Regions from separate parts of the Zea mays genome. Here region 2 is linked to region 1. A link is a contact called in public Hi-C data. All regions are on one chromosome and are shown on one strand. The core of a region is the stretch at or near the end of the contact, and the rest is flanking DNA. Distances in the headings are between cores, read along the strand shown.

What was found. Hi-C and Micro-C count contacts between places; a contact is called where the count stands out from the background.
Region 2: a Hi-C map of leaf mesophyll shows a contact between it and region 1, with 4 times the contacts expected there. The contact joins the promoter of LOC100272962 here to the promoter of LOC111258522 in region 1. A contact is called at or near these places in 5 of 25 Hi-C or Micro-C datasets (ear, leaf, leaf mesophyll and 2 more).

What each region holds. Positions count from the first base shown.
Region 1 is chr6:105,181,755-105,187,457 of Zm-B73-REFERENCE-NAM-5.0, reverse strand. LOC111258522 reads left to right here and starts at 1,566. Exons shown (of 1, transcript NM_001357059.1): 1 at 1,566-3,083. The coding sequence starts at 1,728. The coding sequence ends at 2,165. LOC100286315 (diphthamide biosynthesis protein 3) reads right to left here and starts at 5,296. Exons shown (of 2, transcript NM_001159202.1): 1 at 4,895-5,296; 2 at 3,510-3,802. The coding sequence starts at 5,163. The coding sequence ends at 4,918.
Region 2 is chr6:105,420,234-105,426,145 of Zm-B73-REFERENCE-NAM-5.0, reverse strand. LOC100272962 reads right to left here and starts at 2,773. Exons shown (of 11, transcript NM_001147414.1): 1 at 2,154-2,773; 2 at 1,054-1,117; 3 at 847-955; 4 at 595-748; 5 at 1-34. The coding sequence starts at 2,270.

The sequences.
Region 1 (5,703 bases), core at 317-2,816:
CAACCGGCCTGTGCTATCATTAAGATGCACGCATACGCACATAACTTCTGGAAACTGAACGCCTCACGTATCTCAAATGAAATCAAAACTGCATGCCAGTCCAGCGAGAATTATATACTCATGAATATATATAGAGAGGCGAGCGGATAAAAAAAGTCAAATAAATTATAGATTAGGATGTAGGGAGTATAAAGAATTATGAATTTGCGTGTAAAAAAGAAATCATATATTGCGGATGTACTGTAACTTAATTAATCTAGCTAGATCAGCTAGGTAGCTATAATATACTTAGGACACATCTGCAATGCCCCCCTTTGCTGGTACCAACGTATCTCGGTCTCCATATTAATTTACTGTCGTTGCAAAAGAGGCGAAGCTAGGACGATAGATAAACATTGGGATACATTCTCATCAACTTAGGTCCTATTTAGAAGCACCTAGTTTTTAAAAAACTGGTTCGTACGATCTAATTTATAGAAATTAGATGTTCAGTTTCTTAAAACCAAAAAACTTGTCTTTCCTAGCTAAAAGATAAAAAACTGATTTATTAAAAATCGGGTTACTTTCAAACATGACTTTATTAATTGCTTTTGGTTTTCGTTTTGGGGTCTGCCAATGATCAATGCACAACCTTTCAGAGAAATAATCAGTGCGCAAGCAATCATTCCTGGACAGTTCTAGTAGATGACCTCTTCCTCGGGCCACCGCATATATAGTGTCCATCCACGGATGGGGGGGGGGGGGGGGGGGGGGGCAACAATTAATGCAACCAATCGACAGTTGGTACGACAAACTACTCAAGTGTACTAGCTGTGCAAACTTCTTTTTTTCTCAAAAGCAATGCAAGATGATCCTTTATTTCAGATCAGATTTCAAAACCACGAACTGCGCAGAGCATGGGGATCAGGATCAAGATCAGCCCCCTTTGTGTGTTTTATCCTACACTATATACGCAAAGCCTTCAGGCCTCCAGCTTGCTTATCTGTTTCATCAGTCATCATGCCATGGTGTTTGGTTAATTACACCCCCAATTTAACTAACATACGAGTTAAAAGGACAAGGAATCACCCATCTTATCTTATCTGCCTAAGCACCAACATATACGTAATGTAAGGCCAAAGTTAGCATTTGGCAACATAAAACCCTTTTCCATTGGTCCTTTATTATTTTTCCCTCTTGACATCAACTTTACAAACACTAACATATAGAGCTCGCGCTAACATTATGATCCTGTGGAGGAGTCGAGAGGGATCACCTACGACAACGAGAGTGAGGATGAAAGGGATGAAGGGTAATTCAAATAATATTGTCTATTAAATTTAAGTGAGTAAGAGAGATAAAATTATAAAATATTCTAACTGTTGGTTTTGATGGTGTGTTAAATATGTGTGCAATTTGTTTGATATATTTAATAAATGTTATAGGTGTCGGGTGATTCGGTTAAGTGTGTTTTGCAAAGTTTAAACCGCTGGTATATATTTTCTTAGTAAGCTTCTCTGCATTGACGAGTCTCTATAAATAGACCCCGTTCCCTCTCACCGTCTCCGTAGCGCCTCCAAGAACAAAAGCATTCCTGATCTATATCCCCAACTCACTCGTAACTCGTAAGTCATAACAAGACAGCAAGCAAGGGAAGAACACCAGGTCACCAGCTAGGCGTACGTGCGGTGGGTGGGTGCAACCGTACGTGCAAGACTGCAAGCGAGCAGCTTACACTACACCGCGCCATGATGAGGCCAGGAGCGGAGTCGTTCCCGACCACGAGCCACGGCGCGCCCATGGCGGCGCCCAACTCCCCGTGGCAGTCGCCGGTGCCGTACCTGTTCGGCGGGCTGGCGGCGATGCTGGGGCTCATAGCCTTGGCGCTGCTCATCCTGGCCTGCTCCTACTGGAAGCTGTCCGGGTACCTCGACGCGGGGCGCGACCAGCGGGCCGCCGGAGAAGCTGGCGGCGCCGGCGCCGGCGCCGACGGGGAGAAGGGCTCGGCGACCGGCGCGGCCAGGCCGGCGGCGGGGGTCCGGGAGCACGTGGTGGTCATCATGGCCGGCGAGGACTGGCCCACCTTCCTCGCCACACCCGCGGCCAGCCGGGCCGTCGCGGAGCTCGGAGCCGACGCCGGCACCGTGAGCCGGAGCAGCGCGAGCGCGATGGCGCTGGCCGAGTGAATCGTTCGTTTTTTTTGGTCGTCGTCCCGGTTCTCAGTCCTCTTGCTGGAGCGGTGTGTTAGATTTAGCTGCCGGTGGTGTAGATTGTAGACGTGATTGGTTGAGACTGGGGGTGTAATTAATGGGCCGGGGGAGAAGAAACTTGGATGCGAGTTCTGATCTGCCGACTTCGCCATTATTGTTGGAAGAAGAATCGGCCAGAGAAAGCAGTGATCTCCAGAGGTTCAGACTTGAGAATTGTGAGACAATGCAGCAGAGTTCCTGATAGGCCATGCTGCCCGGCCCTGCTGCCCCTGCTGTGCTAGCTGTCGACCCCATGGCCCATGGCCCATGCACAATTGCTGTGCTAGCAGTCCAGCAGGGGCACTCGTACTCTGTTCGCGCGTCACCTTTCCTGCAACAAGTAGTTTGCCAGCCTCACTGCCTAGCTTGTTGCAACAAAAAATGCGCCCAAGACGGGATCGTGATCATAATAGCCTAGAGGTCAGGGAGCTGAGGAGGCAGTGTCCCCCTAGTGCAACCCGGCCGGAGCTGGATCTCACCGGCGTTACTGCCTGGTAATGGTAGTGACAAACTGACAATTGATAATTTCCCAGGGGAGAATCTGCCATTTGCCAGGTCGCGTGGTGCCCTGAAGTCTGAACTCTGAAGAACACGTACTGTACTAGCTTGCGAGAGGGCATGAAATGGATAGCTCGATGCTGATTCCTTAGTACGTAGTGAGTAGATTCCGTAAATATCGTGGAAGGGGGCACCTGAATGAAGCACGATGGGAATTTGGTTAGGAGCTGGGACGGCCCTGCTGGATCAGATTCAGATGCCCTGCGCTGCGCCCATATGTGTGGAGGATTCGATTCCCCTTGTTGCCTCCACACTCGGGTCCGTCCTCATCCTTGCCGGGTTCTACTTTCGTCATGTTTCGAGGGTTACTTCTCGTGGATCGTGTTGAGAACCAGACGATGTGTCGGTGTTCGGTATTTTCACCAGATGTGTTATGCATAGAGAGTTGATGCTCACAGGTCACCAGACTAGGCAGAGTGCGGTTGTAACAGCTAATTTGTTTGCTTAGAGATAATTCATACCCTCCAACTCGGCCACACGACACGAAATCTCTTGCCCATTTAAACTAATGAACTAAGCATTTGAGAGTGAGTAAAAAATATAACAGAGAAACACGCTAGATGGGAAACTACAGTATGGTATATCCCTGTAAAAGCAGACAAGGATGAAGTTAGATCCCAATGGTATATATCACTGTAAAAAGCAGACAAGGAATGAAGTTAGATTCATGCAGAGAGAATGTCTGCACGACCCAATGGCTTAGCTTCGACAACAACTCACAAAGGTGGAACATAAATGAATTTATCACCGAAGAATCGATCGGGTTTCAAATTTGTCAAGGCCACAGTCAACGATATATAGTGGGGACGAACAAAATTTTTCATAGCATGAGTTGTCCATGTCACCTTACAACTATGTCACCCACATAAAAAAAAATAGGTTTAACAGCCTGAGCTTTGAAAATATGCAGCGGGTCCACTCATCTTTAGTAGTACAAACAAATACTCCCGTAGTGGTGTGTGTGTCAAACATGAACTCGTTCCTTTTTTCCTGCTCCGAGATCCATTCCATTCGTCCTGTAATCAATATTAAATAATGTCAAACACAATTGAAATGCGAAACATCAGTGACCCTTATACAACATGATGATGGCATTCAACAAAAGTTATAGGTTACACTGTAGTGTCTGGTGTGGACCAAACTGCTTGACAAAACAGTACTGGGCACAACATGAATCTAGCTATACAGATGTTACTTATTATGCCTTGGAGATTTGTGATGTCTAAAGTCTAAAACAGGTTTAACTAAACGGTCTCCATGCCCCTAACACACAAAAATCAAACTTGATTATTACTAGTTGCTCCAAACAGATCTGCTAATCATTAACAGAAGAACTGCCAACTATTAGTTCCACTAGCAGTTTTGGAGTTGCTAATAGATGTTAATAGTTCATATACACCTCCGACTCACTATCCAACCACCTATTAATGAAAAAATAGCTAAGCTAAACTTAGTGCTAATGATCAACGAATCCAAGCAGGCCCTAATTCACCCAAGCAAAAACACATCCAAAGCTCAAATCAGCCACTCAACTGATGAAATTCTTTTAAAGTTCACCAACATCCAGCTTATTATCCTCATAAATCTTATGCACATAGTAACTCAATCACTTCTCACTAATCCTCTTTTTGGGAGGCAAGGTTGGTTGCCCCATAAACAAATTTAAAAAAAGGGAAATTTGGATCCATACCATTAAAAGATCACCACTTTGGATCCATACCATTACTATCTCACTTACATGTGGGTCCACATGAGTCAATGACATGTGGGATCCATGGTATATATCTAAAGTTTGGATCTTTTAATGGTATAGATCCAATTGTTCCTTAAAAAAAATAAAACTTGTGTGCTGTGCTCCCAATCAATAGAATCAATACTCCCCATTCCTTCCAGCAGCACTCACTAGTTCTCAATTCCACATGGAAGGACCTTAATCCAACCACAGCGCTAGGTTTGCAACAAATTTCATAGCCGGATTTCAATCCCCAATCTTAATGCACACAAATTTCATAGCTACCGACTGTTCCAAAACGAGACATGTAACGGAGGGCTTCAGAAGGCGAAATTTCAGAGCGGCTACAGGAACTCCAGGGAAACTGGGGCCTCACCATCTAGCCTCGAACGGGCCACATCAGGCGACGGCGACTGGGCTCGGGGACGGCTTGTGGGTCGGCTCCTTGGAGTCGGCGAAATCCTCGGCGTTGTAGACGACGGTGAGGAAGAGGGAGCACGAGGGGCAGCGCGCAATCTCCTCCCCGAGGCGGAGGTCGTCGAGCGTGATCTGGAAGAGGTCGCCGCAGGGGCACGGGTACGTGTACGCCTTCAGCTCCGCGTTCCACTCCATGTCCTCGATCTCCACCTCGTCGTACGCCGACATCTCGCCGCGGCGAAACCCTAGCTCCTCCGACCGTGCTCGGAAGACGTGTCAGTGTTTCCCGCCGCCGCAAAGAGGCAGTTGCGTGAGGGTTAGGGGCTTAGGGCGGTGGTGGGCGGTTGCTAATGTTCTGAATACCTCTTGTTCTAAAGTAGTCTCTCAGTTTATTCTAAGTCAAACTATTTAAAACTTTGACCAATAATATATATAATTAAATTATTTTAAATTAAATGAATTATATATTGTGATAGTTTAGGTCACCTAATAAATCTAACTAATAACTTTACTTTTATGTTGTAAAATTTTACAAAACAACTTGATAACTGATCAAAATTAATAATGATTGACTTCGGAGGAGGAAGTAGTATTTTAGAAGCCATAGAATATACCTTAATTACAGATAGCATGGTTGATATAGTGCATATAAGTTTTCAGTACTGAGTGCCTCCAAAGGAGAGATATTTACTAGACCAACTGTAAGTGAACACAAGTCACATGAACCTTCATCTATCAATGCTGGCACAAATGTTATTCGCAAGTGGT
Region 2 (5,912 bases), core at 1,524-4,023, 240 kb before region 1:
CACAATTTGGCCCAGTAAAATCAGAGTGTGGTCCCTGATAAAATAAATTTCTATAAGACTACCTGGGTGGCTGGGTGCTTGAAATGTCCATTTCCAACAAAAGAACTCACAATAAAGAGAAGAGAAATGCCAAAAATTACTTTCCAGCATCACAAGACACTCCAATTCAGGAAATTGGAACCCACTCTTCTAGAGTGAGCATTGTTATGCAACACAACCATCAATTTTAGGTGTTACACGAATAGACTTCCTTCTTATGCACAGATATCATTTTCAAGAATCAAGAGTTAACATTGTTAGGCAGCACAGGAATCAGTTTTAAATGTTAGAAAACAATTATTCTTATGCATGCCCTTCTTAGATCCTAAACCATCAGTGTTGCACATCTACTCAAGAATCATAAGTCTGCTCTCACATGAATGATTTTAGCAAAAGATAAAGAGAAACAAACTTTATTAATGATAATCCAGTAATGCATCACTTTCAGAAAGAAATACAATGACTGCCAAATTAATACAAAAGGCAGATGGCATGCTCTCGATGACATAGTAACATGATTATAGAATTATGGATCCATGCCAGTTCCACGAGTACCTCCTCAAAAGCCCAATCATCATGTCTATCATTTGAATCACTTGCTTTAGGAGACCAAATTAAGCCTTCTATTATGCCACTAAACTGATTTATCTTATCTCCAAGTGCTTGAAGTTCCCGCCATCCTCTTTGACCTCGCATCATTTCATCCATTCTGAAACAACACAATCATAATTTCTGTTCACATCATTTGCTCCAAATTACCAATGAAGTGGTCAGAAGGTAGACATGCTAAAAAAGAAGCTATTATACCTGAAGTAAGCTCTGTGGACAGCAGCACCCAGGTCACCAGCTGCATAGGCTTCACTCCTGAGAACTTCTCTGTGTAGATATTTTGCACAGAATTTGGCGACTACTTTTCCTGAGACAAAAAAGCAATATGGAGTCAATGGCCCACTTTGGTATGATGTGGAATCAACCATAGATGCTGAAAAGGCACTGTTCTTTGCATTTAGTTACCTCCATGTCCATCAAAAACACCAAAAAACGCAGTGTCATTGTCGAGATCTAGCAAAGCCGAGTGCTGGAAAATTGCATAGAGGCTTAGAAATTGCATAGGATACTGAACAAACACGATCATAATAAACTAATAAAAAATTATGAGATTCCAACCTCTCAGATAAATCATATCAAGAAGTGTATTAGTACTATGCTAAGAAAAAAGTCACAGCTTCTCCCTTAGCAGTTATACTCAACAAGATATCTCATGCACATTCAAAATTTCTCCTCTAAGTTGATTCCAGCCTTCAAGGTTGGAGTATAGCCAATCTTTCAGTATAATGTCAAACACAATGTTTAGATTATGAAGCATTAGCAATCCAACATCTGAAGAATATGGTGGTCTAAAAACAAAGAAAGAGATAATCCATTTTATGCCATTCTTAACATCAGGACAGGATATCACAGACAGAAACAAAAACTCACCATTCAACTCATGAATTAGCCCGGCTAAGTTCAACGAATAATTTATTCTTAAAGGCAAGTATTCGTTTTAGTTCAAAATTCAACAAACACAAGACACCACTTCTCTCAGGTGCATAGCTCTGCTATGAATTACAGTCAGTAGCCAGGTATCTCCTAAGCTATTTATATAATAATGTATGTGGTTGTCCACCAGTACCCTTCACTCTATTCAAAAAATACAGCAATACTACCTCCGTTCTCAAATATTTGCCGCCCGCTAGTTCATTTTTGCACTAAACCGTGACAAATAAAAAAGAACGGAGGGAGTACTATTTGTGAAAAGACTTTGCACCAATATTTGGTAGTTCTTTATTCTCTACTTCCTAGGACATTCTACAAGTTTCCATATAAGCACACCCAGTAACCTGGACATTGAAAGCACATTTATTTTTGGCGAATCAGACTCTTCACACCCAATTGGATTCCAAGTCACAATTGGGAAGTTGAGTAAAATCATGCTGAGTTGGATATCCGAGTCTGAGTCGGATTCCATCACTTGTGTCGGTGTGTCAGTATCCAGGTAAGACGCATAAGGCTAGGAACAAGCAACAAAGAAAATCACAAGAAGCAAATGTAAATGATGAATAGAAACTTACAGCATCTTCCATAGTTGTACGCCACCCTTGCATAGATGAAACTCCGAATTTAAGTTTATCATTTTCCCCATCTTCGGATACCTTCTCAGTTTTCGGAGTGCTAAGGTAAACCCCCATTCTTCCAAATGTACCAGGCAGACAGAACACGACAGATAGAAAAGGATCTGCTGCTCAATAACAAGCTATCCATATTATTTTCAAAAGTAAACCATGAAACAATTCAATGGTGCTACTGCTACAAGTATGCAGCAGACTGCAGAATACAAACCTAAATTGAAGCAACCCGCATGAATTGTGCAACGGATTAAGGAAATCCCAAAAAAATAGAAAATTTAAGTTAGTAGGCACAATACATGTGTACACTTGCAATTGTGCCAGATTCAAATACAAGTAGCTTGCTTTAGGGTTTCGATGCTCGCTTTCGAACTGCAGGAAGGACGAGAAGGGGCGACCGGACCTGCTGGCTGCTGGGCGCCAGTCGACGGCGAAGGGGACGTCGAAGACCTGGCAAAGGGAGGCGCTAGTCGCCGGCTAACGGGCCGACGGACCTGGCAAAGGGCGCCGGCGCTCGCCCGCTCAGTCGTCAACAGGAAATGAAGGCAGCCAGAGGTGTGAACGCCAGAACGGGACGAAGCAAGCAGCGGACATTTTTATTTTTAATAAACATATATTTTTCTATATCAGTGAGGAGTACATTGACTACATGGAATTTGGCAATCGTTAAACCGTAGCAGTAGCGATTAATCCGGATATTTATTTGGAGGTTAAATATTTTGTCTTTTTTGAATTAAAAAAGAAAAAAATGCTATGTAAATATTTTTTGTTTTTAGCATAAAATATAAAATCTCAAACTTGTCCTATATCTTCTCGTATCTTCTCAAATGATAGATGTAAAATTTAGATACGAATTCAAATGTATCTTTTTGTTATAGGGAGCAAATGAATGTCATATACTCATATCTATTATAGGACTCATCCCTACACCGTAGAATCGAGAACGTATCTGAAGTTTGGGATCCTTTTCTAAATCGAAGGACCGAGAAGATGTGGGGGCATAACTAATACTTTCTCTGAGCTGATTTATAATTTGTTTGGTATTTTTACGCAAGTTTAATCGTCTCACCTTATTCAAAAAAAATGTTAGTTTGACTGACTGGGTTCTACTTCTCCTTCACCTACTAGAGCTATTGATCATTTTTCACTTGCCAAATTTACCGTGTTCAAGTCCAAGTTGTTCTGCTGCTCAGTGACTATCAGCAGCCAGACAAGACCACGCCCTTCTTCAAGGAGTATTCCTTGAATATTACCCGCGAGCCGCAACACGCTCGTGATCTCCTTGAAGCCATCGAATCGAGTAGCATTTGTCAACGCAATTGACGTGGTCTCTATCCCAGGTGATCTCATCGCTGATAGTGCACAGATGGTCAACCCTGTTCAGCAGTACAGTGGTTTGTCTACACAGCCACTGGAGACGGTGTGTCGGGTCAACATGGGTGGTCCGAAGATCACTCCTGACAAGTGACAATGATACCCTCTCGAGGACCTGGGTGACTTAACGAAAATACTCGTTGAACCAAGCTGTGACCAAAGAGGTTTCTTATGGCAAGAGTGGAGCAACTCAGCTGATAGCCCCTGATATTGTCTATGGTACACCTACAGAGCCAGCATCAAAGACATCTAATGCTCTTTTCAACATGACAATGGCAGTTTGATGTGGATGCTGGATTCAGCTATTTGGTAAGGTTCCACTTCGGGGGGAGGGACATTGACAAGATGGAAGTTGAACTCACCAGTGTAGATCCTTTTGCCACAACATATTGTCTATGCCCCTAAGCATGATTACCACCTAAGTACTAAAAATCATTAGACACATCCCCCGCAGTCAGGCAGGGTTGAATCACGATTCGCCCGAAACCCCGCTCGTCAGTCGCTCAAAACTCCGCCTCGCTCGAGCCCATCCTCGGGCGAAAGCAGCGCTCGGGAGAAATCCTCGTTTCGCGCGAGGGCCCCTCTTCATGGAATGGCAGTTTCCATCTCACCTGAGCCCATCTCGGATAGGAGGACAGCCCCGAGCCCAACCTCAGTCAAATGTCATAGGAACCGTGGAGACGTGCATATTAAATGCGACGATTCGTCACGCAGTCAAACAGGGAGCGATGGGACCACGGTCCCATCCACTTTCACCAACTACGATGATGCACGCCCAAGAATAACGAACATTGTTCCCCCACTCCGGTCACTGTTCCCGAACAACTCCGGATGGGACATGCACGTATCTGAGCCCAGCCTCACCCTTGGAAGAGAATTCCGTCTCTCTCGAAGATGGCCTCAGCCTCAGGAGAAGACTCTGCCTCGCCTGAGCTCGACTTCGGTCAACCGCACCGGCAATAACTCCCCGCAAACCCAGCATGAGGCCACTCCGACAACCGTACTAACCCCTCGCTGCACGGCTGCATGCCCCGCAGGCTCGACCAAGGCCTCAGGAGGAACCTCCGTTCGCCCGAGCCTGGCCTCGGCTTAGATAACAGCGATGAGAGGACGCCACCAACTCCTCGAAGACTACTAACAATGGGAGTCTGGGGCTTCAAACGGCACGAGAAGAACTCTTCACCGGATTTCACCCTCCTCAACAGATATTGGCACTCGCCTCAATCATCACCAAGGACTTGGGATCCACTCCCTCCCCCGACTAGCTTGTACACCCTACTACAATCACTTAGGTGCAAGATAATATAAGTCTCATCCCCCTCTACTGGAACTAGGGCCTTCTCTCGTTCGAACCAGGATAAAACATGTGTCTTCTTGCATCACCCATCTGAACCAGGGCACGCAGTACTAATTCAAAACATCGACAAATTCTATACAGTCATGATGAACTAACCCTACAAGAAGTATGTGAGGCTCTTTCGCAGAAAGAGAAGATGAAACAGATGGTTCACTGCATTGGCAGTTCAGGGTAGGGATGAGCACAGAAGTTCGAAGCCTGGAAATCGATGGAAAAGCAAATGACATTCTAAGTCCAAAGGAATGATAAGTTCTGCAAGTACTGCAAGAAGACTAATCATTTTATTGAAGATTACTGGAAGCTGAAGAACGAAGAAAAAAGAAACGGTAAATCCTCAAAAAGGAACATATCTAAAGATGATGATAATGCTTTTGTTGCTAGTGAAATATCTAATCAGGGTAAATCCTCAAAATGGATTCTTGATTCTGCTTGCTCATATCATGTGTTCACTAATAGAGAATATTTAGTACCTATGAGTCTGCGCAGAATGGAGGAGTTGTGCGAATGGGAGACAAACCGCGTGTGAGGTCATTAGCTATGGATCTGTTTAGTTCAGAGTGCATGATGGCATGATTCGTACATTGACATATGTGAGGCACATTCCAACCATGTCCAGAAATCTCATCTCGTTGAGTACCCTTGATCTCAAAGGGTATAAGTACTCCACTTCAGGTGGAGTTTTGAAGGTATCAAAAGGCTCTCTCATTATTTTGAAAGGTGATATGAAAGCAGCAAATTTATATGTACTCAGAGGTGATACTATTATTGGTATCGTTGTTGTCGTTTCTGATGCTATTGATATTTCTAAACATGTTGATATTGCCGATGATGTTGTTTTCCCATTACTGTTGTTACGTCTGATAAGTGCATTGATTCTAAGATATAACATATGCTTTTTGGGCATATGAAAAGTGATCTTAGCAAGGTAGAGTTGAGCTAGAGATACCTTCTCAAAGGATATAACAGCAAGGATA